3 separate regions of the Sus scrofa genome follow, and regions 2 and 3 are each linked to region 1. The links are chromatin contacts, called in public Hi-C and HiChIP or PLAC-seq maps. All regions are on one chromosome and are shown on one strand. The core of a region is the stretch at or near the end of the contact, and the rest is flanking DNA. Distances in the headings are between cores, read along the strand shown.

Region 1 (3,172 bases), core at 358-2,857:
TGAAGGATGAGGCCATCAAAAAAAAAAAAAAGTTTTACTGGATATAAGAGTAATGGCAACTAAAATGAAAGTGTTACAAGAATTGGAGCTATATGGACTTAATTTGGGTGTTATTTATGGAGAAAGGATGCAAAATCCTGACCTTCCTTGTCACCAGTGACATCGATCACAATGCATAAGTAAATCAGTCTTCTCTTCCAATCCAGCTAAATGCCCATCTTTGGCTTTCAGAATTCTACTGGGTGGAAGACTAGAGTCTACAGTATTCTGAATTCAAATCTGTAGACACGGTTAGTAGAAAATAAGCTTGCTACTGATTCAGGAAGCTTTCTGTGAGCAGCTTCAAAAAGAAGTTCCATGAAAGGGTTGGGGGGGATAGAAGGAAAATAGTGATAAATGACCTTACAGCACAAGCTCAGGTCTCTCGGGCCTCTCAGCAAGCTTCAGGGCCTCGTGCATGCCTGCAGCCGAGAGCTTCCGGTTGATATTCCGGTACTGGCACTGGAGCAGGCTGCGGTAGGTGGTCCTCAGGTCCCGGTTGAAGAAGGCATATATAAAGGGGTTAATGAGAGAGTTTGCATAGCCCAGCCACAGAAATGTCCTCTCCACCCACAGCGGGATGCAGCTGCACGCAGTGCCACAGATGAAGGGTCTGGCCGTCGAGAGGAGGAAAAACGGCAGCCAGCACACGGTGAAGGCCCCGACAATGATCCCCAAGGTGGTGGCTGCTTTCTGTTCCCTCTTAAAGATGGAGATGTTTTTCCTCTCGTGTTTGAGGAGTCTCGAAAGGTTCGCACACTCCTCCACCTCCTTCTGGAGCTTCACCATGCCATTCAGTGAAATGACGCTGTCGGGCTCCTCCGGGCGAGGGAAGCCTGGGAACTTGTGTTTGGCGGCGCTCTTCCTGGCGGCCTTGTAAATCTGGTAGTACATGAAAAGCATGACGGACATGGGGATGTAGAACGCCACTGCCGTGGAGTAGATCGTGTAGCCAAAATCCTGGCTGATCAAGCACACCTTGTCGTCATTTACGTTCTGCGCCCAGCCGAAGAGCGGCGGCAAAGTGATGGAGGCGGAGAGAAGCCAGACAGAGAGGATCATCTTAGCCATGCACTTGCCATTCTGCCTGACGGGGTACGTCAGCGGCCTCGTGATCCCAAGGTACCTGGGAGAGAAAAGGACAGAGAACACGTGACCGCCATAAGCACACCCGATCAGCTGAGAAGTCCCACCAGCCGGGGGCTGGGCTATATACCTAGTAGCTCCCTTCCTCTCCAGCCGTTCTAGCTAGGCATCATCTTCCTGTTTTGCAAAACGGCGGACTAAGGCTCGGAGAGGTTACCTATTTTATTCCGGGTCACACAGTCAGCCAAAGGCACTGCCAGCATTCAACCTGCGAGCCCTCTCTGCCTGTAATGCCAGTCCCCGCTCTCTTCATACCTTGTAGCTTCTCACAGTCCACCGCAGTCAAGGAGCTGAAGAGTTCGTATATACCCATCCCCCACTACCACCACTATCACCGAAATCAGCCAGGAACAAGATGTCAAGCCTGATGTGGGATGCTGTGACACATCCTCAGTTGTACCAAGGCCTGCCATACTCGGATATGACACACCCACGGATCTCCTCTGTTATCTGGCCAGCTCCTAATTCATTTCAACTTCCCCTTTACACCAAAGTGAAGGCACTTCTTTAAGATCACAGAGATAAGAAATCCTAGCGTTTTGAATGGAAAGTAGCAAGTGATCCTTTTTTTATTCCCAGAAAGTTCTTACCCAAGGGTAATTTCCGAGGAATGAGCTATAAAATAAAAACAGCCTGCCTCCTTTCTCTAGTTCTAAGGAGGATCACAAGGAAGGGCACAATTCTCAAAAAGATTAGGCAAACCCAGCATTTCCTCTGAGCTTGGTTCTATATAGAGAATAAATATTTCTCTGTCTCTGTTATCAAGGGTTTATAATGCAAAAAGACTCAGCAAACAGAGAAAACGTATTCAGCAAGATGGTCTGCCAAATGCTTAGTAGTTCACAGCTTTCCAAATTTTTTTTTTCTCTGTGTTTAATGGTCTTAGCTTTTATTTTGGGGGAAGATTTAAAGAGCATTTGAGAAGCCAAGCCATGTAAAGGCTGGCCATTTTGCTGACTATTTACTCCATTTATGTACATAAAAGACACTCTTGAAACGTGAGAAGAAAGGTAGAGAATGCCCACCTTACTAAGACACCTTATTTTCTGAAAGTCAGTCACTTGGTAGGTCGGAATTTTAAAAAGTAATTATTATTTTGTGCTTTAAATACCCTCAGACATCAGGCTTAAATTATTCCACAAAAGTTGCAAATCATGCTTTCACAATGAAAATTAGCATCAAGGCAACACTTACAACAAGGCAAAATTGAAATATAGTTAAAAAAAGAAAAAGAATAAGCCAGATTTGCTTATTCATCAAGAATATTCATTCACTCCTTCAACAAATATCAATAGAGCTCTTTCTATATGCCAGATGCTGTTTTAAATGTTAGGGATATGGCAGTGAATAAAAGACCCAAAAATCTTGAATGCAGCATCTGGGGAAATCACACAGGAGGTGGATGGGAAGACAGCCTCACAATGATGTGGAAGGAACTCCTGATCCCTCCCATGGATGCAGGTCTCAATGGTACCAGCTCTTCATTTCACCTCTGCCTTCCCTTGTCTTTGAGAAAGCTGACCCACAAGTAGCATCGCTAGGTTTTTCAGCTGTAATTAGGGCTATGCTTTGGCTCCCAAATAGAAAGAAGAATGAGAAACAGGGAGGTTTTCCTGAGAGCTCAAGAATAAGAGCTGAAAAGGAGGTGGGAAGAAGGGAGCAAGGAAGGAAGAGGGGAAAGAATGAGAGAAGGGAAGTGTGAAATAGACTTGGCCTTGTGTGGAATTGTCTGAAATTATTTTTAGGGAAGAATATTTTTAGGGGGAAAATAAAAAGGTGGATAAGGAACCCCCTGAAGAAAAATGTTAGACTTGACTGAAAGTTCACAAACAAGCTGATCCCTGCCCTGAGGCTGAATGTAGATATTATACTTAAGGTGGGGGTGGGGGGAGCAGGGGAAGGCAGGGAAGGCTCCCTTTCTTTGCTTTTGGTTCAAGAGCTCTCCAAATTTTTCCCGCTGGAACTCCTTTTCAGACCTCCCTTTTTG
Region 2 (3,172 bases), core at 380-2,879, 110 kb after region 1:
CCCTCCATTCATTCTCCCCCCACCCCCGCCCTTCATTCTCCTCTTCCTTTCCCCTGTCTTTACTCCCTCCTCTTTTCCATCCTCCAACTCTCCTCTCTGCTTGCTTTGTCCAGGAGACAGTACATAGAGACATGAGAATAGATCCAAGCCACCTGGATCCACCTGTGGTCCTACCACAATGACCTAAGCCTCAGATGATTCAAATGTAAAATGCAGAGGTTGTGGAAAAAGCAGCACTTAACTCAGTTGTTTTGAAAATTAAACATGCAGGCAACTACTTAGCAAATAGGCTGGCCCTCAGTAGACTGCTCAGTGACTGTCGTTCATTCATTTTCTTTTTCGTCCTTCTTCCTCCCTTCTAAGCCCAGGGTGAAGATAAGAAGTTTAAAGGGTATACAGTCCACAGAAACAGCGTCATGACTTTCAAAGAAAGAAGCCCTCTGTAGTCTAATTCTGGTATCAAATAATGAGTCATCTTATTCACCTTCACCACACATCGGACATATTTCCAAACAATTTAGGTTTTGTGGCTGCAGATGAAGACGCCTATAAAATTAACACTAGATCTTCCTGCAAAATTAACACGAGATTTTCAGATGAGAAGCCAGAGTTTGTTTTATATGACTTTCTTCTATTTGCAGAAGTAAAATTTTCTTCTGTTCTTACTTAGAAAACATCAAATATTAGATAGCAGAAGATTTCTTTTTTATTGAACTTAACCAAAAGGAGAATTACATACTACCACATGGAACAGATCCCTCTTAAAATTCCCTTCTGAGACCAAGAAAGAAGTCATGTAAAGAACAAATCAAGATGTGGCCCACAAACCCGAGACTCTGTGTACTGTCTGTGACAAGTTAGCAAAGAAACGGAAAATGTTTACAAACTTTCACATCCCTTTGGCATAGTCTGGAGATCCAAGCCCCTGATTTGTGGACTCTTATTCAGTCTAGTATAGAGCAGTTCAGATGTTAGATTAATCTTTTGAGGCCAGAGCTGCCTGTGGGTAAAGGACAATGGATCACTACTGGTGCTAGAAGAACTGGTGGAGGGAGGGGGGTTGGGAACTCGGTGAACTGACCCAGTAATCACGGGTACTTTGTAAAGCAGTGATGTAAACTCTAGTTCCAGAGTTTTATGTTCTCGGATAATTAATTTATCACTCTTCAAGAGTTCATGTGTACGAAAATGTGGAACCATCACAACTGTGGGATATATTCCACCTTGTACATCTGTCAGACGGAAAACTGTAAAACATTTCAATTGTGCACCTCCCTTGTCTAACCCATTTTTGGCTAAACACGTGCTGAAGCTAACCGCTTATCCCTGCCAACTCCAGGTTGAGAATACTGGCTGTAATGGAGTTTAGCATGCTGTGCCACCGTCTGTTCTGATTGAGCAAAATGACTTTTTTCTCGAGCAAACCTTTTTCGAGTTGTCAGGTCAGTTTCCCCATCTCCCCATTAAGTCCAATTTAAACAATGGAATGACCTTTAGGGGCGGGAAAGAAAAACGGATTTAAAACCCTTACTTTTTAAGGGTTTCCAGACCTTCTTTCCCTGTAAGTCCTCAATAAATGCTGTATACGTACATTTTGAAAGAATCATTTTCTACATTATTTCACAGGAGGAATGGTGGGCTATGTGAACCCCTTCGAGGGAAACAAAACTTTCCCATCCAGAGGAAGAAGAACTGAAGTGAGGCTGCTGACTTCCACACACTAACTTCTGCTGGGATCCGAAGGCGCTCAAAGAGCCTGGGAACGTCAGTCCGCGGGAGGGACGGGAGGACTGCTTAGGAAAACTGCAATTCCCAGCGTGCCCCGAGGGGGCGGGCCCTGCGGCTGCGCAGACAGCCGCGCAAGTTCACGTGATTTCAGCATGGCGGTGTTCGTGGATTTGGACCTGCGAGCGGGTTCCGACCTCAAGGCGCTGCGTGGGCTCGTGGAGAACGCCGCTTACCGTGAGTCGCCGCGGCTTCGCGAGCAGCGGTGCCTGCCCAGCCTCGCTGCCATCCAGATCGTCGGGCCACGTTCGGAAGGGACGCGGCCGGGCCTCATTCAGGTCTTCTGGGGTCTGGAGGCAGTCTCTGGAAGCTGATGCCTTCTGCGGGGTTGCTGTGATCCCGGGCCCGGGAAACTCGAAAAGCGCTGGGGAACTGTTACCCAGTCCAGCTCCTTCTTTATTGTGAATTGGGGAACTGAGGTCCTAACAGGGCCAGGGACTTATATAGGGCCTCACAGCTGAAGGCTGGCCAAAGCTAGTCTCCACCTGTGCTTTTAATATCGCCCCTTCCTACCTCTCACCACTGTGTACTGACTCAGTCAAATGCGGAAAGCTGGTTGGTGCACAGATGGGGAGTGCTTTGGGTGCTCCGAAAATGGGCGGGGGTGGTGGGACGTGGGGCTGCGAGTGTTGGAATAATGTTATTTAGAGGGAGGGTAGGTTGAGGCGTAGGACACACCAAGAGGTTGGGAAGGGACCAGCATGGCCAGAATGCTAGAATGTTACTCGTATTTGAATCCAAGGAAAGCAGAAGCCCTGAGAGGTAAGATCGTTCTAATCGAAGTTAATCGCGACTTCTGCCTTCTTCCTTAGACTTAAAGTGTCTAAGTGGAGATAGAGGGGTTTAAAAATAAAGACATTTCTTCGAAGTTCCCGGTTGTGGTTCAGCGGTAACAACCTAACTCGTATCCATGAAGATGTGGGTTCTACCCCTGGCTTCTGTCAGCGGGTTAAGGATCCGTCGTTGGGGTGAGCGTCGGTGTACAGATGCGGCTTGAAGTCCGTGTTGCTGTGGCTGTGGTGTAGGCTGGCAGCTATAGCTCTGATTCGACCCCTAGCCTGCGAACTTCCATATGCCACAGGTACGGCCCTAAAAAGCAAAAAAAAAAAAAAAGAGAGAGAGAGAGAGATATCTGCAGGGCCTATCAAGTAATGGATCCTCATTTGAAGGAGGAAAGAAAGAAGGAAATTGGAAAAACTATTGAGAGGGAAGACCACTATCTTGGCATTAATATATGTTATTTATTTATTTAGTCCTTTTAGGGCCGTACCCTTAGGGTATGGAAGTTCCCTGGTTAGGGGTTGAAGCTGCAGCTGCCCACCTATGCCACAGCAACATGGAATCCTGGTGGAGGCTTGAACCTACACCACAGCTCGTGGCAACACTG
Region 3 (3,172 bases), core at 269-2,768, 94 kb after region 1:
AACACAACAGGATACCAGTCTGGTGCTGGTGTTAAAACACTACCAGAATTCCGACTGTGAATATTAAGACTCAATACTTCAGCTTCAAGAGAAGCAGAGTTGTTTTGTTGCCACATAACATCAGGACTATACTTCACATTGTCAATTACACGATGCTTCTAGGACCAAAGATTAGACCCATTGCAGCATCTTGTAATCCTAGAGTCCGAAGAAACCCTGTAGATTCCTTATTCCAATCTGACACCCAAGACAGGAATTTTTTTCCACAGAATCCCTGACAGATGGTCAGCCTCTGTTTCAATTACTCCAGTGGGGGAGTTCTCAAGAGAAGATCCCCGAGAGATATGATGAAATGCTAGACCAACCATTCAGACAGAAAGTAGGGCTCCAGTAAGCCTGTAGGATACAGACAGCATTGCCAGACACTAAAACCAGACTTCCAAAAGAATGTAATTCAAAATCAGTAATCACAAAGGCGCAACGTTCAGACATGTAGACCCCAGATTTGGGGGCCATTCTAGGTCTTTTTATTGGCCTGGGGAGTAGCTCTTACAATCAGGGAAGCAAGGTGGCTTTTCTCCCACTGACTGCTTAAAGTAAGAATTGATTCTTTCAGGCTCACAGCAAGGGCTTGTCAAGTGCAGAGAGAATCAAATCCCTTCCTTCTGAAAACCAAGCCAAGGGACCCCCTGGTGGAACTGCTAATGTTTAAAATACTCTTAACTTTGGTCTTAAAATTCTCACTACAGTAAACCAGAACATTTCAAGCTCTTCTTTTAAAAGTGTATATAGGCTATGCTGTAACTGAAGTTGTTTGGTTGGTGTAGGGTTGATGTGTGGGGGTTAATGTACTAAGCGCAGTCCTACATACAGCCGTGAAGTCTAGTTTATCCGACTAGGAAAGGCGAGTGCGCGATGCTAAACTGCCGGCACATCCCCAGCCGGACCCCGGGACGGGGCGGCCCGGCTCTTACCTGTCGATACTGATCACGCACAGGGTCATGATCGAGGCCGTGCAGCACATGACGTCCATGGCGATAAAGACGTTGCAGAAGAAGTGGCCAAAGATCCACTTGCCCCCAATAAGGTCAGTGACGCTGACGAAGGGCATGACCGCCACGGCCACCGAGAGGTCGGCCAGCGCCAGGGACACGATCAGGTAGTTGGAGGGCTGACGGAGCTTCTTGACGAAGCAGACCGAAATCACCACCAGGCAGTTGCCGGCGATCGTCAGCAGCGTGATGAGCGTCAGGATGGAGCCGATCACAACTTTCTCGGCTCTGCCGTAGTTGATCTGCTCCCCGCAGCCCGAGGCATTGTCCCGGGGCGCGTCCCAGGTGGGCACGGGGCTGGCCGTCACCTCAGGGACCCCGTGCAGCAGGTGCGGCGCCCAGGAGCCCGCGACAGGGCCGGCGCCGTCGGAGCTCAAGTCGGGAAGCCCGCGCCCCACCTCCGGCAAGAGGATAGAACGGAGATGCCCGTAGAGGTCCGGGCGGCCGCTGCTGTTAACGTCCATCATCATGCCGCTGTGCGCAGCTGCCCATGGAGCCGGCGCCCCCGCCAAGCGCTCCGGCTGCCGGCCCGGGGGCTTCACCTCGCCGGTTCCGCTCCACTCGGCCCAGCCATGGGGCCCGCGCCGGCCACTGGGGGGCGCCCCGGCCCGGCCTCGCGGCCCCGCACGTCCCGGTGCCCCAGCCGCAGCGGACGAGGCGGGAGCGCGGTCGCCCGGGGACTCCCTGCGGGAGGCGCCTGCGGCTCTCGACGGACGCCCAGGACGCGCGGGCCGAGCTCGGCTGGCCGCACCGCAGCCCGCAGCCCGCAGCCCGCAACTCGCAGTCCGCAGCAGCCGCGCGGCTCGGCCAAGAGCGCCCCAGAGGCAGCAGCAGAAGTTGCGGAGTGCGCCCCGCCCCTCGCGCCGACCGCCGCCGCCGCCGCTCCCCTGCGGCAGCCGCGCCGCGTCCCCGCCGCCGCCGCCTCCGGCCGCTGCCCGCGCCCGCCGGGCTCCCGGACGGGCTTCCCGGGCTGGGCAGGGGCCGCCGCCTCTCCCGCGTGCCCCCACTGGGCGGAAGGAGGCACTCCACGCGCCTCCTGGGATCCCAAGCCGCTTCACCCCGGGTTCTTTCTTTCCGCAGGAGACTCAGACCCCCTCCTACAGACCCGAACCCCCTCCCCCCCAAGTGAATAACAGTTTGGTAGGGAAAGACTAGGGAACGGACGTTGGGACTCATTGCAAAATAAAGAACCCCAGGAGGAATATATATATGTGTCTATATATAATGTGCATTTTTAATCTTAATTTTAAAAAAACCTTTCTAACACTACACCAAGCAGCAGATACTTCCGTTTCCTATTTTGACCACTGATGGGAGAAATCGAAGATGTAAAAAGAGAAGCAGCTGAATGGGGTGAGGGTGGGCTCTCAGAAGAAGTGAAAAAGGGAGAGAGATCCCCACATCTGGGAGAAGCTGGGAGCTCCAGGAAAAGGGACCTCTGGAGGGCTTAAACCTTTCGGACAGACCCTCCAGGCATCTAGATACAGGCCTCTCAGATCTGAGAAAGATCTTGGCTGCTTTTATATTCAGTCTTCAAAACCTAATACACTGAAATGAGAGTTAATTTTCCCGTGGCATTCTGGAAATCTTGTACAAAAGAGAAGAAATGACCGGTTATAATGTTCTGCAGAAGTATCCCGGAGGTGTATGTTGATTTAATGCCTATTGCCTAAAATCCCCTTAGTATTCAAACCCTATCAGAGTGGCTGATGTTTATTATTTGTGAGACTTCTTTCACTTCGTTTTGTTGAAAGATTTTTATTGGAAGCCAGCAGTGATTTCTTTAAAGACTCTAAAAATAATCAAATCGGTTTTCTTTTCTAGTTAGGCCCTAGTGGATCATAAATAAGAAGAAAAAGGAACAGAAACCTTAAAATGTATTGATGCAAGTGCTCGCTCAGTTAACACTCATTCTTCAAGATGGGTATTAGCCCTATTTTTCTAGTTAAGAAAAGCGTTGTTATTACAATCACCTGGGAACTGATAGTTAGGTTTTAACCCTAGGTTTATCTGGCACTATGTCCTTAGTTTTCCCTCTACATATTCAAAAAAAAAATTTTTTTTTAGTAGAAAAAATAAATGTCTAAATCATGGGCCAATGTCCACAGCTTTCACTGCTA

What was found. A called contact is a pair of places that touch in the nucleus more often than the background predicts. HiChIP or PLAC-seq counts read pairs in DNA pulled down with a chosen protein or histone mark.
Region 2: a contact with region 1 is called in an H3K27ac HiChIP or PLAC-seq map of alveolar macrophages. The contact joins the promoter of RPP30 here to the enhancer-like site in region 1. A contact is called at or near these places in 20 of 47 Hi-C or Micro-C datasets (adipocytes, adipose tissue, alveolar macrophages and 15 more) and 1 of 2 datasets of contacts at active chromatin or transcription factors (alveolar macrophages).
Region 3: a contact with region 1 is called in a Hi-C map of alveolar macrophages, with 4 times the contacts expected there. The contact joins the promoter of HTR7 here to the enhancer-like site in region 1. A contact is called at or near these places in 1 of 5 promoter capture datasets (fetal skeletal muscle), 23 of 47 Hi-C or Micro-C datasets (adipocytes, adipose tissue, alveolar macrophages and 17 more) and 1 of 2 datasets of contacts at active chromatin or transcription factors (alveolar macrophages).

Annotation. Positions count from the first base shown.
Region 1 is chr14:102,453,339-102,456,510 of Sscrofa11.1, forward strand. It overlaps HTR7 (5-hydroxytryptamine receptor 7), which reads right to left. Exons shown (of 3, transcript NM_214085.1): 2 at 407-1,165. Among named protein-coding and RNA genes, the nearest start is that of HTR7, 94 kb to the right of the region's middle. Within about 2 kb of position 1,608, at least 3 of the 83 cell types and tissues checked have an H3K27ac peak or open chromatin away from gene starts, as enhancers often do. A contact at or near this core is called in alveolar macrophages and undifferentiated spermatogonia, where this site is marked.
Region 2 is chr14:102,564,173-102,567,344 of Sscrofa11.1, forward strand. RPP30 (ribonuclease P protein subunit p30) reads left to right here and starts at 1,630. Exons shown (of 13, transcript XM_001924771.6): 1 at 1,630-1,962. The coding sequence starts at 1,881.
Region 3 is chr14:102,547,275-102,550,446 of Sscrofa11.1, forward strand. It overlaps HTR7 (5-hydroxytryptamine receptor 7), which reads right to left and starts at 1,519. Exons shown (of 3, transcript NM_214085.1): 1 at 975-1,519. The coding sequence starts at 1,519.